Regions from separate parts of the Mus musculus genome. Here region 1 is linked to region 2. Evidence: chromatin contacts called from public targeted proximity ligation data. All regions are on one chromosome and are shown on one strand. The core of a region is the stretch at or near the end of the contact, and the rest is flanking DNA. Distances in the headings are between cores, read along the strand shown. Region 1 holds the start of Tm7sf2 (transmembrane 7 superfamily member 2). Region 2 overlaps Neat1 (nuclear paraspeckle assembly transcript 1 (non-protein coding)).

Region 1 (2,789 bases), core at 128-2,627, 240 kb after region 2:
CCCTACCTCACTGGGACCCTTCTCACCTGAGTTTCCCCCAGGAGCCAGGGCTGAGGCAGGAGCTACCAAAGCCTTCGCATAGAGGAGGAGGCTGAAGATAAAGCTGGTGAGAGTGGTCGCAAAGGCCAAGGGCAGGAGCATTCCAGGGAGTGCCCCCAGGGGCAGCCCCACTGACACCCCCAGCCCCATCAACAGGGCTGTTAGCACCAGAGCCTGGAAGCCTGAACCACAGCACAGAGTGAGCCCTGGGGTGGCTTGCATACTTCCAAAGCCAACACACACACACACACACACACACACACACACACGCAGTTCTGGGAGAACATTGGCCATTGGCCTGGAGCTGAGTAGTAGCAAAAGAGGTAGATGCACGGCGAGGTTCCCATAAGGGCACAAACATGTCATCAGAGCTGGTCCATAAACCTCCCACCACCCTTGGAACCCACCCCAACCCATGTTAACTGCGATTCAGGGAGGGGGGGGAACCCCAGTCACCATTAATAGGGTAGCGCAGGCGACTCTTGTCCTTCAGTTCCAGGCCTTCGGCCACCTGCGGGTACAGGGCAGGTTTTATAAGAGCTGGGGATGACTTCCCAGGCTCCAGCCCTCCCTGCACCCTCCTCCCTGGTGTGTTAAAACAGATCACACACCTTGCGTGCAGGCAGCAAATAGAGCGCCACCTGCAGGCCGAGCCAGATGAACAATAGCAGCAGAGCCCATGGGCTCCACAGCTCCTCCAGCCCAGGCAGATAGGCCGGTAGGGCCAGGAGGCGCGCCGGGCCCGAGCGAGCCGCCAGGAGCAGGTGGAACATGGTGGCAGGCAGCAGGATCAGTAAAGCCGCGACGCCTGGAAAGAGGGCCACTGTGTAGCGTGACTGCTCCCAAGAGCTCTCTCAAGTCCTCGGGCGCCTTGAGTCACCTGCCTGCTTAGCAGTTTCCCAGCGCCATACTCCTATCTTAATTTTCATCTTGTTCCTCTGCCCTCTGGCATTCCCAAAGACCATCCTGCTCTCCCAACTGTCTTTCATTACACAAACTCCCCGCTGTGCTGCTGTCAGCACTCCCTCCTCTTCTGCAGACACCCCGACACCCGCGCACCGGATCCTTCTGCTCCGAGCCTTCTATAGAGCTCGTATCCTATCCTGCTCCCGTTAAGTGGCATCAGGTCAGCCTCCACCCCAAACCTTCCCATTTACCCAACGGCCCCCCGAATTCCAGTGGGGCCTGGGAGGCCTCACGAGAAGTCATGATCTCTGCTTTGCCGGGGAACAATGGTTCACAAAAGTCGATCAAGGAAACACAAACCGCCCCATGCCGGGTTATGGCTCTGCATCAGACACGGAGGTGGAAAAGCTGCTGCTCTTGTTCATTGATCTTTAAATGGACGCGCCCTCTGCCCACCCTGGGCCCAGCACAGTAGCCAATCAGCGCTGGGAGGCGGGCCCCATGCTGGCGCCTCAGAAGCTTCGGCACTGAAACCCAACCCGGGCGGGTCCCGCCCCTGCAGGCAAGAGGAAGGAGGAGGACACATAAGTTTATTAGAAGGATCCATGAACCCGCCAGCGGGGAAGGGCCTCTAGGATGAGAACAGGGCACAGGGAGGACAGGGCGATAGGGCTACTACGCGACTCGTTGGCAGATTCTAGCCGCGCTCGCAGATGACCTCGACAACACTAGGTTCCATGGGCACTGGGTCGGGACAGCGCAGAGCAGCTGAGGCTACTACTTCGTCCAGCAGCAGGTGCACTAGCTCCTCATCAGCCACAAAGCGCCACAAGTAAAGCTGCAGGAAGTGGCAGTCCACCTGCACCTGCTGCAGCCCAAAGCGCCCAAAGGTGCGTAGGCGCACACACTCCAGTAGTGTCTTCAAGCTGATCTTAATGATGCCAGTCAGCACCGACACCTGCAGGTGGACACAGGGATGCAGCTCAGGATTGCCGTCTTTTGGGGAGGAGGATACATCCAAATTCTGAGCAGAGGCAAGGGAGATAAAGACAGAAATTTCTAGGGCTCAGCTAAGAAGGGAACAATGCAATGTTGCCACCATAAAGGCGAGGGCAGGTAAACCCCGGTGGTCAGATCAGAGATGGGGCCTCATGAATACGATGGGCAGCAGTCACCACTGACTACAAAGTAAAATGGAGGAAAGATATTGCTGAGCTTGGGCTTCGGAGGGGCAGAGATCAAGATATGAGTGGGAACCCCCGATGACTAAAGACTAGTTTGGAGAGTAAAGTGTGGACAAGGTGGTTTTGCTCTGGACCTAGAGACAGAGATTACGTAAAGTGATCTTTAATTCTGCTCAGATGTGGTCCTAGGGCTCTCTGGGTTAGTGTGGGAGCCACCCTTCCCCTGGGATGTAGAGGAGAAGGTACTTCAGACCTTGTTGAATTCCACGGGGCTGAACACATCGATCCGTTCAGAGAACAGCTTCTGAATATTGCTCAGGAGGTTTGTGTCCATGGGAGCACTGGAAGGGGGAAAGAAAGAGTGAGAGGCCACTCTGCCCAGCCTCCCTCTTCTGTCTCTCAGGGAGGCTCCTAGCAGCCTGACCTGGGTGTGTAGCTGGGTGCATAGCGGCCCTGCTGCCGGGAGCTGCTGTACACAGAGAAAGTCCTTTTGCTTGAGTCACTGCTCTGGGCCTTCCGGACACCCTCTTCATACAGGAGCCCCACCTGGGGGAGAAAAGATGCGCTGCAAGGTCAGAGCATGGTTACTGACAAAACCTCCCCTCTCTGCTGGTTGAAGAATCCTAGGTATGGTCACCACCTACACAATCAGGGGAGTGG
Region 2 (2,700 bases), core at 101-2,600:
CACTGCTTCCTTTTCTGGAGTTAGGTACAACTATAAATATCGGTGACGCAGCTAGAGATGACTGTGACTGAGGCTCCCAAGCCTGCGTCAGTGATTGTCACCAGCTGTGGGTGGCTTCCGACAGCGCTAAAATGTGTGGGACTCTAATTAGGTCCAGAAGGAGGAGCTTCTAGGTAAATTGGTTAGGATATTCCAGGCGGGGACTCTGGAGGTAGAGCAGTAGTTCTAACTGACAGGATCTTGACCAGGATTAGACTTGGGGCTCACACAGTGGAGAGATGCCTAAGGCGAGAGGTCAGGGTCAGAGCTGAGCCTCGAGGCTGAAATTCCTGAGGCAGAAAAAAGTCCAGGCTGTGGACCTCATGTGCCCTCCAGGTGGGGACCACAAAGCTGCTCTTTGTTGCAAGAGGCACAGAGCATCCTGACCCGGTCTTTTCAGAAGGTTGGAGCTGGGATCCCACAGGCACAGTGCCAGGCTAAGGCTGGCACTGTGCCCATTGTGCCCCGGAAACCCTACCACTGCTCAGATTGATGCCCCCCAGTCTCTCTCCCGCTTTATTAATTGACAACTGGATGTCCAGAGCCAAGGTATCCTGAGCGCCATGGGTCTAAGTTGTCATTCTAGAATTCCTTCTAGAGTCAGTGGGGAGCTGCAGCAGTGTGGGGTACCTATAGAGAAGACTGTTAGGACATAGGCTCAGGCCAATAGGAAGTCCTTACCAGCTGGTTGGCAACTACACGGGGTGCTCAGGATCCCAGTGTAGGCCCGAGCCTTTCTCAGGTGAAATTTTAAGCACAAACCCCCCGGGTTTCTGGGTTGATGTACTTCGGTTAACGAGATCAGTTACACAGAAGCAAAAAACTACAGAAGCCAAAAAACAAGGTTGGTAGTACATTTAGAGACTTTCCCAAAACTATAGATTTTGATGAGAGAACTGCTGTCTTAAGAGTTACTACTGCTGTGATGAAACATCATGACCACAGCAACTTGGGGAAGAAAGGGTTACGTGTCCTAAGTCAGAGCCTATGGTGGGAAGCCAAGGCTTCAAAGAGCTCAGGAACCAGCTGGGAGGGAGGAGCTGACGTTGAGGCGGCAGTGCGCTGCTTGCTGCTTACCGCTAGCTTGCTCATCAGAGTCAAGGACCACCAGCGCAGGGCCAGCACCACCCACGAGAGGCTGCTGGGCCCTCCCAACTCAGTTCTTACTGAGAAAATGCCCAACATGCCTGCCTATAGTCAGATCTCATGGAGGCCATTTTCTCAACTGTGGCGCCTTCCTCTCAAGTGACTCTAGCTTGTGTGTCAGGTTGACAGACTAGCCGGAGACCTGCCTTCTCCAGCCCAGATCCTCCTGCTTCAGCCTCTAGATGCTGAGATCACAGTTGTTTGCATGACTCAGCTGGCTAGGGAACTGCAAGGCCTGTCTTGCTCACTCCCCTGCACAGTCAGGCCCAGGTGTTCTCTGCTACTCTCTGGCTTAGTTTCCAAACATAGCAAACATGAATGTATCCTCAGAAGTTTCAAGAAGGGTAGCTGGGAGGGAGGCCCAGGTGTTCTCTGCTACTCTCTGGCTTAGTTTCCAAACATAGCAAACATGAATGTATCCTCAGAAGTTTCAAGAAGGGTAGCTGGGAGGGAGGGCCAGCTGTGCTACCTCAGGACCCTGAATTGGGAATCGCTGGAATCTACCTAAATGGTTAGTAGTGGTCCTACATGTCGTAACCTTAAAGCTGAGGGTGCGGAGGCAGGCAAATCCCAGAGCTTGTTGGCCAGCATCTTTGACAACTGCTGAGCTCCTATTTAGTTAGACGTGGAGAGCCTGTCTCCAGAGTCTCATGGACTTTGATAGTAAAAGAGAGCCTCAGGTTCTGGCCTCATGGTGCACTCGGTCCCTGAAGGCATCTCAAGGATTCCAAATGCTGTATCCATCAAACACCAGCAGCCTGGAAGGAAAGCCCAGAAAGAGAGGGTAGAACAGTCAGCCAGCAGAACTATGAAGAGAGACGAGACAACCAAGGAGTCAAAGGACTAGACAGAAACCACAGTTAAGACGCCAGGTGCTGAAGGTCACTGAACTCAGGAACTGGTGATCTGCTGGCGCTTACGAGGGAGAGAAAGACAGTGTAGATTCTGGCCCAGTTCAGCTTTAATGCCACTGTGAGAAAAGCTGTGACCTGGGTTTGTCTCCATACCCTGAACTGGAAGAGATATAAGCTATCATGCGGCTCACAGTGGCCTCCTGCTTTTGCAAAGGACACAGAGGGCCTGGCAGAACCCTGGGCAACTGCCAAACTTTCTCCTAGGAACTGCTAAGTCCTTTGGGGAACAGGAAAGAGGGGCCTGGAGCCAGAGCAGGAAGGAAGCACGGTACTGCAGGGACTCGAACCCTGGCCCGAGGTGCGGGCGTGCCGCCACCAGTGCCTTTTGCTTTTTCCTGCTCACGTTCGTTCTCTCAGACAAAGGTGAAAAGCAAAACCTGAGCGCGGCCATGAGCCGCGGTCAGGAAAAGAAACACCTGCGGCGGCTCCGTGCCCCTCCCAGGCTCACTCCTGCCGGTCCTGATGCCCTGCCAAAGGCTCCAGGGGACTCATGTCCCCCTGCCTCCAAGTGAGTGTTCCCCACCCTACATGAGAAGTGCATGCATGAAATCAGACTCCAAAAAATGAACCACAAGTCACAGCCTAATTGCTCTGAGACAGG

Evidence for each region.
Region 1: a targeted proximity ligation map of double positive thymocytes shows a contact between it and region 2, with 6 read pairs. A contact is called at or near these places in 6 of 130 datasets of targeted methods (double positive thymocytes, embryonic stem cells, epiblast stem cells and 3 more) and 2 of 9 other capture datasets (adipose tissue and liver).

The regions. Positions count from the first base shown.
Region 1 is chr19:6,066,473-6,069,261 of GRCm38.p6, forward strand. Tm7sf2 (transmembrane 7 superfamily member 2) reads right to left here and starts at 1,378. Exons shown (of 10, transcript NM_028454.2): 1 at 1,197-1,378; 2 at 651-847; 3 at 496-550; 4 at 27-221. The coding sequence starts at 1,248. Vps51 (VPS51 GARP complex subunit) reads right to left here. Exons shown (of 10, transcript NM_001081041.1): 8 at 2,554-2,675; 9 at 2,383-2,470; 10 at 1,370-1,903. The coding sequence ends at 1,643.
Region 2 is chr19:5,822,286-5,824,985 of GRCm38.p6, forward strand. It overlaps Neat1 (nuclear paraspeckle assembly transcript 1 (non-protein coding)), which reads right to left. Exons shown (of 1, transcript NR_131212.1): 1 at 2,423-2,700. Among named protein-coding and RNA genes, the nearest start is that of Malat1, 21 kb to the left of the region's middle.